2 separate regions of the Gossypium arboreum genome follow, and region 1 is linked to region 2. The links are chromatin contacts, called in public Hi-C maps. All regions are on one chromosome and are shown on one strand. The core of a region is the stretch at or near the end of the contact, and the rest is flanking DNA. Distances in the headings are between cores, read along the strand shown.

Region 1 (5,963 bases), core at 1,144-3,643, 150 kb before region 2:
ACGAGTCCAAAATCGGCAACCTTTGCTCTCATGTCATCCCCAAGGAGAATGTTGGAGGGCTTCAAATCTCTGTGAATGAAACTTTGTTGTGCCAAAGAGTGCAAATACTCAACCCCTCGTGCAACATCCAGTGCAATGGTGGCTCTCTGCTTCCAGGTGAACGGAGCATATCCATTTTCCCGCCATTCAAAGAGATGCTGACTTAGGGTACCTTGAGGCATATACTCGTAAACCAAGAGTCTCTCATTACCATTAATACAGTAACCCAAAAGTGCAACCAGATGCCTATGCCTAACTTTTGTAAGCACTGCGATTTCTGCCTGAAACTCATTCATTCCTTTAGTACCGGTCGACACACATTCCATCCTTTTGACAGCAATCTGTGTGCCATCATGCAGCTCCCCTTTATAAACAACCCCGAAACCACCTCTTCCTAAAACATTGGCCTCATTGAAATTATCTGTCACTTGTCTTAGTACTTGGATTGAGATCACTACATTTCCACCCTCAAAAAAATGGTGGTCACTACGATCCCCACTGCTTTGGCTTAGCATTTCACTGGGAACTCCCCCATTCCCATTCATTCCGCCACCATTTGCTGGACTCTTAACCACACCCCTCTCAGCATCACTGCCCTCCACCTTACCAAATTTTCCGTACCTCTTGTTCATAATATACTTATAAGAAACAAAGCAAACAACAGCAACAAAAATCAATACACCAGCAATAATACCGACAATCATAGCAATCGAATTCTTACTATTGCCACTTTTCAAGTTACCATCCGAACCTCCAGCGGATGCTCCAGATCCTGAATCTCCTCCATCACCAGAACCACCAGATTTTCCAAGTAAACTATTCCCCGAGTACAAGAATTTTACTGAATTTGAAAATTTCGGAATGTCTCCACTAAGATTGTTATTAGACACATCAAGAAGCTGCAAACTAGTCAACTTAGTCAGACTATCAGGAATTGAACCGGTTAATCCATTACCATTCAGATTCAAGTTCTTCAATGAGGTGAGATTGGCAAAGGCCGGAGAAATCGTCCCGACTAAGTTTTTCTTTTCCAGATTCACTGTAATCACATTCTTTCGTGAATCACAAGAAATAAAGGACCATTCGCAAGCATCATTCCCAGGCCAATTATCAGAAAGAGACACAGGGTACCCAAAACCCCCAGCAATCTCAAGCAATGTAGTAACTTGAGGATTACAAGGATCCCCATTACTATTACAAAAATTATTGTTTCCATCAACAACTTTTTTCTCAACTGAGGTAGGAAATTCTGGGAAAGGACCCTGCAATTTATTATTAGACAATGAAACATTCTTCAAGTTTGGAAGATCAATTAAAGATTTGGGAACCGGCCCTGTCAACTGATTGTCTCTAAGCTGAAGATCGAAAATATCCAAACATTTAGACAAATCTGGGATCGGACCCGTAAACAAGTTTTTCTGAAGCCAAACCTGAGACAACTGTGTCATGCTGGATAAAACTTGTAAAGTACCAGTGAACCCAACATCCTGATTGTTGATCCAAAGATTCTGAACCATTGAACCACCGAGAGAAGCCGGTAATATGCCGCTCAAATTGTTGTAAGACAACCTTATACTTTTCAAGCTGTTCATAGAATCGAATATATCAGGCAAGGAACCGAACAAGCTGGTGTTGTCTAGTTGAAGTTCAACGAGTCCCGTCGATTGAGACAAATCTGGGAAAGTCCATGGACTTAAACCGGCATTGTCACTCAAACTCAGCTTTTGCAAGCTGGTTAATCCGGAGAAGGCGTTTGGGGAAATAGAGGTGAAGGTGTTGCTGTCAAGGTAAACCTCTTGTAAGCTGGAGAGGTTGGCGAAAGATGGGATGGTCCCGGACAAGGCGTTGCGTTGGAGTGACAAAGTCTGGAGCTCCGACAAGGCGGCGATGTCGGGGGAAAGGGTCCCAGACAGGGATTTGGAAGAGAGGTTGATGGAAGTAACGCTGTTGGATTTGTCGCAATTTATGCCAGGCCACTTGCAGTAGTTGTCTGAAGAAGAGGAAGACCACCCAGTGGGAGGAGGGCGGAAGGATGAAGCTATCTTGAGCATGGTTGCGCCGTCGTCCCCTGCGGCGAGAAGGGAGGAGAAAAGGAGGATGGGAAGGAGGATATGGTGGCGGTTAAGCATTTTTGCTTTTGGATTAGTTTCGGAAACCAAAACAGTTGGATTATCCAACAACGATGGTGTTTGTTGGATTGTTCTTTGAATATGGTTTTTTTTTTCGTTTTTTTCCTAACAGTGAAAAGAAAGAACAGTGTTTTAGGGCAAGGGAATACTTAGGGGAAAGACAAAAGAAATAATGAAAGGGAATTTTCTTAGTTGGAATTTTTTTAAAAAGAGAGAATATCTTACCTGTTTTTTTTTTCTAATAAAAAAAAATATGTAGAGTACTCAAAATAGTTTAAATGTCACATACATCCCTGTAAATTTTAAATATGAGCAAAATGGTCCATCTAAAAATAAAGTACTTATGTCCTGTACTTTTTAAAATGGATAAGAAAAATAATGAAAATAGCGTCAATTATTATCCAATCCAACTCTGAATTTTGAATTTTTTAAATATTATATAATAAAAAACAAAAAGTCCATACATTATTAAAATTAAAAACTAATAAAATTATAAAAATGTTTTAAAATAGTATATATTAAAAATAAAAAACAAATAAATATTACTAAAATACTCCAAAGTTCCGAAAATTTTAAAAAAACTTTAAACTAATCTTAAAAATTATTTTTATAAAACCTAAAAAATTTATATACGATTATAGAAAAAATTATAAAATTTATATTAATTCAAAGATTACGAAATTATAAAAATAAAAATTATCTAAATTTTAAATTTATAAAAGAAATATAGTTTTAATATTTTTTGTAAATAGTATCGCGTAACTTTTAAATTTTAATAAAAAGAGTGAAAATTCTAAAACAAACTGTGAGAATTCAAAAGATCATAAAAATCCAATATATATTCGTATATATAAATGTTCGAAAAATATCTTCAGAATATGAAAACAAATAAAATAAAAGCTCCAAAGTTTGAAAAAATTATAAAATTTTCCAACAAATATTTTTTCTCAAAATTAAAAGGAAACTTTATATAATATATATATATATGCAAAAAATATTCTAAATTTTATAAAATTTAAAAATTATAGAAAATAATGAATTTTTGAAATTTTAAAAATAAAATTAATTTTACTGAATATTTATATATTTTTATTTTATAATTTTTTGAAAGAATTTTGGAAAATTTTAAAATTTAAATTTTATTTTTCAGAAATTTGGTAATTTTAATTATTTTATTATTATTTTTGAGGTTTTGAATGTTGGGCATTATTTTAAAAATTTTAATAATTTTATTAAATTATTAAAAATTCAAATTTATACAATATTGTTTACAAAAAAAAAGACTACCAAAATAAATATTTTCTTTTATAGAACTCTCAATTACTTTGTTCATATATTTAGAAAATATAAGTTAAAAGAATTTTAGAATTTTTAAATATTTTTAATATTTTTGGGTGTTTATGTGTGTCTTTATATGGGTGAAACTGTGTATTTATATGATATGGTTACTATTCATAGATATGATACTGTAGGTAGGTTCTATGCATGTCGGCACGTACTCTACTCTAGGTTTAACATGTGTCTATATGATGTAGGTTCGCCTAAATGATGGTGTGTGAACCCACATCGTGCGGTCTCATAGAGGGGTTTGAGGGTCTTGCATGTGAACTTACAGTGTCACGCGAACTTGAAGTGAGAACTGTGCAAAACTCGACCTGAACCCAGTCAGGTTACGAGTCGGTAATAGTGAGTATCATAACAATTTATCCCCCGCCTGGTTTGAAGAAGAGTTATAAAGTGACTCTTATTGGAACCCAGTTCTATAAGATTTATAAAGTGACTCTTATTGGAACCTAGTTCTATAAGATGAGAAGTAACACAAGAAGAGGCTTATTAAATATACTTTATACCTTAACTTGCAACGTACACTTCGCCATGTGTTAAGAAGGGTAACAACTATAAGCAGCTGATTGTGCCCTTATTCTCGGATATATGAATCGTTAAAGTGTAAAAAGCCCTTTTAAAAGGAAGTTACTTGAGCCCTAAAAATTACATTGTTTAAATTAGAGATTTTAGAGAAGAAACCATTATTGAGAAAAACAGTATCAGAGGTCATTTCCATAAAATTTCCATCGTTCTTTCAATTTTTTCTTGGTTTTATTAGAACACTATGGCTAGGACTAGAATAAATGGTCGTATTATTCAAAAATCTCTTCGCGACACCATGAAGCAAGTACCCCGATGGAGGCTAAGGCTTATGTTTGCACTACAAAAGTGGAAGAAATGAATCCTATTTTGGCCACACGAGGAATTCAAATACCGAACTTTGCTTATGACTTCTCAATCCCTGAATTATTAAATCGGTTGAGAGACACCAACAACGGTGGTTTTTTACTTCCATTGCACGTGATAGAAGCAGGTTTCCATTTACCACTCCACCCCTTTTTCTATCACTTTCTCGATAAATACAAGATAGCTTCGGGGCAGTTATCTTGTTTTTCATTGTGGGTTGCAATGGCATACTTCATTGAGTGCAGTCGGGAAGAAGTGCCATTCATTATCGTTTTTTAGAATTTGTACCAATTGAAGGCCTACAATCGTGGGGGTTCGATGAGTTTATTTTATTTCTCACCTTGCAAAGATGTGGAATCCATCATTACTAACTGGTCTTTAAACCTTCGTCTAAATCGCTGCAAGTATATACGGGTTAAGTACAAGCTTAACAATGGCTTTGAATTTCCAACCGAGTGGTCGATACCTAGTAAGGGTATGTGTCTAAGTAAGCAAGAAGTTATTACAGAAGTAGGTTGGGATAGTATTATAGACTTCGCAAGGGTCGCATACTAGATTTGGAGGAAGTGCTAACTATTAGGAACATGTTTCAGCACTGACTCTTAAATCTAAGTCTCAATAGATGGAGGCAAGTTGATATTGATAATGGTGCAAACACCTTTGGATTACTACCTGCACAGTTCGTCTGACCACATGGTGCTACTGATGAGTTAAGGCTTATACTGTTGAAGAGAAAAAAGGAACCTAGAAATTATTGTTATAGCTTTTGTAAATTAAAGCCTCATCTATGGTCTTCTAAATCTTCAGGGAATGTAAAAAGTGGTGCAAACCCCCTTATGCTAACTGTTGGTGTTGATATTACACTTGTTGGTGATACAGGCATAGTTCGTGGTATTGAAAAAAGTTAAAAAGAATCTATAAGCTTATCTAAGAAATCGACGAATACATTGGTGTGCGATCTTTTATGCAGAATGTGTGATGTGATCCCTCTAGAATTGTTATTGGGGAAGAGAGTGCGAGCTGTAGAAAGAAGCAAAAGACTACTGTAGGAACTGCCAACATCGTACTAAGTAGTGAAGATGAGGGTAGTCCAATAGGGGAGTTTCATGGAAATAAAAGGAAAGATCGTGTTGGAATATCTAACAACTTAGCCCTTATTGCTACAGTTCCTACCATAATTTCATCTTCTCCCAACTCTCCTATTGATCCTCTACCACCACCAAGATTAACAGTTGCTAATGCTTTAGGAGTAATTGTTGATTATGGCCCTCCTAGTGGCTCCATGAAATTCACTGCTTCTGGTGGTGAGAGAGGAACATTATTTCTATGAAGTGAACATCTTAGCATGCAGAAGTTTCCCTACAGTCTTAGTGAGGTGAGCAAACAATGGAAACTTTTCATGCCTGAAAAAGTGAATAAGAATATCTATCCTTCTAGATCGTCCAATTATACAAAGAAACCTTCATTGCAAGAGTTTATACTTTCCCCTCAAGTTGTCTTAGTTGAAGCTGACATGGTCAGTATGGGGCTTATTGACAGTATTGGTGAAGCAAAATTGAAAAA
Region 2 (5,863 bases), core at 1,493-3,992:
TTTATAATTTTATAATTTTGATTTTTATAACTTTCATAACTTTTTTTCTGATTTTTTTATTTTCTCATTTTTCTATTTTTGAATTTATTTTAAAAATAGAAATTGTGTAATGTAACACACTCTCAGCTAAACTATACCATTAGTCACTAAATTATAGATAAGTTTTTATTTTGGTCATTTAACTAAAAAAGTTACAATTTAGTTAGTAATGTTTTCAAATTATTTTTATTACCCGATTGTTAAGTGGCACTTTTTAATTGGTATAATAATATTGTCCCCGATTATATATCATGATAAAAAATGAAATTCTTTCTTTAAAATGTAGATAATTCTAAAATTAAAATTATATTAAACTACATAATTTTTTCAAAAGTAAATAATGTGAGAGAAAATGAGGAAAATTATTATTTTAAACCCTCCAAACTTTCTCTTTGTATTATCTCAGATAGAAATATCTAATACCCAATCTTAAAAAATAACATAGAAAAAATAAAACATTAAGTGTTGGGGATCGACCTGTATAAACAGCAAACAATAATGAAAAAGAGAAAAGAAAATTGGGCACACAAATAATTTACGTGGAAAACTCCTCTGGAGAGGATAAAAACCACGGGCAAAAAGAGGCTTTGGGTTTTCACTAAATGAGTAAATAAACGAGAGTACAATATAGAGAAAATAAACCTAAATGTACTAAACGTACAAACCCAAATCCCAAATAAAAAACATTAATTTGAGAACAGAATTCTCTCCATAGTTACCACAAAACTCTCACTAAAACTCATATGCGGCTACATCTTGTCCCCTTCAAGAAAAGCCCTTGCTGATTGGCGTGTCTAAATTAAGATTACGAAGGCTCTTTAAATAGACTAAGATTAGATGTTTAATCATACTAAAATAACCCTGAAATAATCAGAATCTAATTGGGAGAACAAGTCCTACTTGGAGTCTAAAACGCAACTATTTTAGGTAAGATATCGACGTGATGTCATGACTCTCCTCATCATGGCGTCGCCCCTGCTTCTGTCTCAAGAGGTTGTTGCCTCATCTTGACGACCCTCGTCGTGACATCGTCCCTTGCTCGCCACATCGTCACAATGTCACATATCTCCTCATTATGCATCTCACTTCTGTCTCCAATAAGTGTCTGTAAAATGTCCGATAAATGCGAGGCACACCACACATTAAGCAACATTATTGGTTCTCCAATTTTTACTTCTTTTGTCTCTTGACATAGCTTTTTTTACATTATAAGAAAAAAAGAATATAATTTGTTTTTACAATTTGGGTTTTAATTGAATTGGAAATTTGAATTGAGTAAAAAAAGAAAATTATGTGGTATATTTTGTAATTTTTTCTTAAAAAATGGCACTAGAGTCGATTCCACAAGCTTCTGTAATATCAATTCAGAATGTTCTTCAAGGGCATATAACTCAACTTGAAGATATTACTAATTTGATTTCTAGAAACACTAAATAAGCATGTAATGATTTATTTTTTGTTTTGTTTTATATTATTTTAATTTATCATTGGATTTTATTGAATGATAATTTTCTTTGTTTCAATACATATTAGTTCTTCAACAAAGATATATAAGAGAATTTATTTTATAGAATTTTTACATATGATTTTCTATTTTAAATATTTTTTATAGAGTTAGAATTAAATTGATAGAAAATACAAAAGTCAAGGACTAAAATTGTTATTATACCAACTAAGACTAAAAGGTGTCAAAGTGATAGAAAAAATTAAAAAGTTAGTTACCAAATTGTAACTTTTTAATTAAGTGACTAATAATGTAGTTTATTTTTTTTTTACAATGGAAATAATAAAAATCAGCCTTAAGATATCGGATATAAGGTTTGAAAACTTCAAGCACCAAATTAATATAAAATAATTAGATGGTTAAATAATGCATTAACCCTCTTCCCTAGTAGTAGGTAGAGATGTGCATGGGCTGGGCCGGGCCAGGTTCGGGCTGGGCCCATAAAAATTCGCCTGTTTTCAAGGCTCGGGCCTGCCTGCCTCAAATATGGGCTGAAAATTTGTCCAAGCCCGGCCCGAGAAAAATGGTAGGCTGAGCCTGCTCACCTGCCCGGTCATATTAAATTTTTTTGCTTTTTTATTAAATAAAAACTTTAAAATATAATAAATCAAATACATTTAAAACATAAAACAAATATTAAAACAAAAATAAATAAATAATGGGACTAAAATAATTATTAAAATAATACATAAATTAAAAATATAATAAAAAGTAATTATATTAAAATTGAAAAATTGAAACAAATTAAAACTAAATTAAGAATTAAATTATATTAATAACAAAAGTTTTACAATATCAAAATAACATCAAAACAACAAAAAAGTAAAGTAAAAATACTAAAGTTATTTAAAATTAAAATAAAAAATTTTAAAATAATTTAATATTAAAATCGGGGGTCGGGCGGGTCTGGGACAAAAAATCTTACTCGAGGTCTGCCCGCTTTCTAAACGGGCCTCGTTTTTTGTCCAAGCCCATTTTTCGGGCCTATATTTTTACCCAAACCCTCCCATTTTTCGGGCGGGCCTTCGGGCCGGGCCGGGCCGCCCGGCCCATGCACACCTCTAGTAGTAGGCTACTTCAGTTTTTTTACTAAAAGAATTAAATTATCACTCATGAAAAAACATACATACATATAAATAAATATCCCACATGATATAACCGTTAAAGGTTCAAATTTCAAAAACCCTATCAATATAAATATATCCGTTAGATCTCATTTAACACTATTAACCACAATTTTCAAAGAGAAATAACCTAAAGAGACAAAAAGAAGCAATGAAACACCAGCTGAGTTCGTCATCTTCTTCAATGAAATCGACCACCATTACTATGGAAGATGATGTCCGTACCGAAACCCGAGACAGCAACTACTTCCCAGGTTGCAGAAAAGACGCCAATTGCAAGTGCGAAATCTGTTTGGCTAGCATCAATGCCACTCTCGATCTCATGCCCCTCAGCGTTCAAAAGAGTTCATTCAGTAAACTCTCTGCTTCCAAGCCCAAATACGCAAACCACTCTCCCATCTCTTTCGATCCTTCCATTACATCCACACCCACATCGAGTTCTTGTTGCTTGGTGGAATCTCCGGCTCTTAAATCAACTGCCAGATTAAACTTTAGAGAAAACAAGGAGAAAAAGAAGAAGAAAGAGGAGGGGAAAAATGGTGGTTTCCAAAGTGTATTTTGGAAGTTATTAATGGGTTTGAATTTGGTTTTGGTAATGGAGGTTGGGTTTTCTTGGGGTGTAGGTGGGTTTTTGAAGCCGATTTTGACAAGCGATGTTGCGAGAAGCATTGGTGAAAGGGCTTCAATTATGCAAGATTTGAATGGAAAATTGAGGTTCTTGCAAAATGAGTTGAAAGGATTTCATAATCTCAAGGTTTCTAATTGCAGCAATACGGATTCCGTATGGGAAATTGATCAGGTTCGAACTTTTTTCTTTTAATTTCCCCCAAGTTATGTGCTTAAAACCTATGGCCTATTACTGTTACTCGAGGGCATCTTATACATATTAGAGTGTGTAATTACTTGTTACCATTTTTATCTCTGTCCAACACAAATATTTTAAGAAAGAATGAAAAGCCGTGGTAACTTTTGGAGTAATAATTGCAGGGTAGTTTGCTTCTAAATTCGCATTGCTTGTTGTATAAATCGGCAATGGAAGAGGTCAAGATTTGGGGGTGGCCTTTGCAAACTGCTGGATTGCTTACTACTGGGTTTTCTTCCAAATCATTTACTATCTTATCTGGCAGAGTATCTGAGGTAAATGCCAATCTATTTACCCTTGTTTTCTTTTTGATTAATATAAAAAGGACCCTTAGGATCAATTTGATTGTCATTGCTGCTGCCTGTTTTGGATTTGCTAGTGCTTATGTTATCATAAATTTTCTTCTTCCTTCCTTTCTTTCTTTCCTTTTTTTTTTTTTTTGTTCCTTTTGCAGTGGTCCAATGGAAGGAGTGGATTTATTATAACAAGAAAGGCAAATGCATCATGGGTACAAAGCAAATGGGGTACCTCTGTAATACAAATGGATCCCAACACATGGATCTTTGAGTATCAAAGGAGCTGGATATTGGACAACCCCAGATTAATTTCAGCAACACTGCTGGAGCTGTTGAAAGATAGGTTGACAAAAATGGTGAAAAAGATGAGTGAAGAATTTTTGCTCTTCTTTGTTTTTGATAACCAATTCATTGAATTTTCAAGAAATGAAGATCAACTTATGATCCCAACTTGAAAGAGGGCGAATTCTGGATTTCAGTTACTAGATATCCACTTCTCATTCCTTATGAGCGGCTTTTTATTAGTTTAATTTTTCCTCCAAATTTCTTTACTTGAATTTGGTTCTGTTTATGATTAGAAACTTGAATCATTATGCCTGATTGATGGTTCAGTAAGATGCTATAAAATACAATCATCATCAGTATTGGCCAGAAATTTTATTCCAATGTCCAATAATGAAGAAAAAAGTCTCATCTCCAAAATTAAAAAAAAAAAATGTAGTTATATTGCATTATATTATTCCTATATCCCCCTAAACCATGAAACCAATTCACATGAAAAGGCCCACCCTCAAGGCCTCCAACAGCTAAATGGGGCCACCAGCACAACCGGTTGTTGCACCAGCTGGTCTCTGTGATGCACATATATTGTGGGTATCTTATCCCCATACCCCACAAGAAAGCTCATTTTCAAATGGCTACTACTCCTCAGGACATAAACAAGCTTTTTACTACTAATGTTTAGCTGCATCTTTTACATGATAAACAACCCTTTTAGTTCAAATGAAACAAAGAAGAAGCTCGACTTCCTTACGAGAGTAGAATGAATCAAACAAGGGACAGCTAGGAAAATTTGTCAAAGGTGGAAACCCCCAAGAAGACCCTGTGAAAAAATCCATTGACCTAAGATGAACCTGCTCAGCTAAAGGATGAAAAGCAACTTGCAAATATATGTCTCTTATAATGTAAATAACATACCTGTCATCGACCAAACTTGGCTTGAATGAATGCCAAAGCAACAGGATGCTACAGAGCATTCCATTCACTGACCTATATAATACTACCTGCAGCACAAATCCTATCCCTGTAAACAAAACTGATACCAAAGATCAGAGTGAATTCAGCTTATACGTAGCTTAGCAATCTGCAAGTATGCTAATAATGGTCTGACAGCAATATTTCCAGTTCATTAGTATGAATTTGGTAAACAAGATATACTGTATTTAATCTCAGGCCGATCAATTTGGTAAAACTAGTCTAATATAACTAGATATGGATCAAGGAACTTTCTTCTAACCATGTCTTTTTGTTGAACTAAAAATCTACATAAACAAATATGAATCCAGTTCATAGCTTTAAAGAAAAATTATCGTCTGAACGCTGGATGCGGCTATTTTCTCGAAAACTCACTAGATATTAGAAGTAATGTTTTCTTAATGTATTCCTAAACAATGCAGATAAATAATAAGCATTTTAAGGAAAGAGAGAATCCAAGAGGCACCTGCTCAAGTTGCTGATTGAGACCAGCCATTTGCTTCAGCTTTTGGCTAGTGAAGCTTTGAGCTTTTTTTTTTTAACTTTTTCAGTTTTAGTGTTAAGGATTTGCTCACAGTATTCCCATTGGTGCTGAATAAGAGCTCCAATTACCAGGAAACAGCCATCCCAATGAAGAAAAGGTAAAGGTGAAGGTACCAATCTAAGAAAACATTTCAGATCAAGATTGATTCATCAGATCGTAAGATCAGATCCAAAAATAAAGTGGCAGTGCGTAAATCTGCAGAAAAGCCCTCACCGACCATTTCCTTAGGAACAAGTGTTG

The links. A called contact is a pair of places that touch in the nucleus more often than the background predicts.
Region 1: a contact with region 2 is called in a Hi-C map of leaf, with 3 times the contacts expected there. The contact joins the promoter of LOC108489533 here to the promoter of LOC108489165 in region 2. A contact is called at or near these places in 2 of 5 Hi-C or Micro-C datasets (both in leaf).

The regions. Positions count from the first base shown.
Region 1 is chr10:44,328,854-44,334,816 of ASM2569848v2, reverse strand. It overlaps LOC108489533 (receptor-like kinase TMK4), which reads right to left and starts at 2,393. Exons shown (of 4, transcript XM_053020023.1): 1 at 1-2,393. The coding sequence starts at 2,168.
Region 2 is chr10:44,176,808-44,182,670 of ASM2569848v2, reverse strand. It overlaps LOC108489165, which reads left to right and starts at 2,742. Exons shown (of 3, transcript XM_017793489.2): 1 at 2,742-3,466; 2 at 3,655-3,804; 3 at 3,984-4,480. The coding sequence starts at 2,819. The coding sequence ends at 4,280. It overlaps LOC108489166 (pentatricopeptide repeat-containing protein At1g62930, chloroplastic-like), which reads right to left. Exons shown (of 4, transcript XM_053020262.1): 2 at 5,546-5,863; 3 at 5,023-5,128; 4 at 4,528-4,927.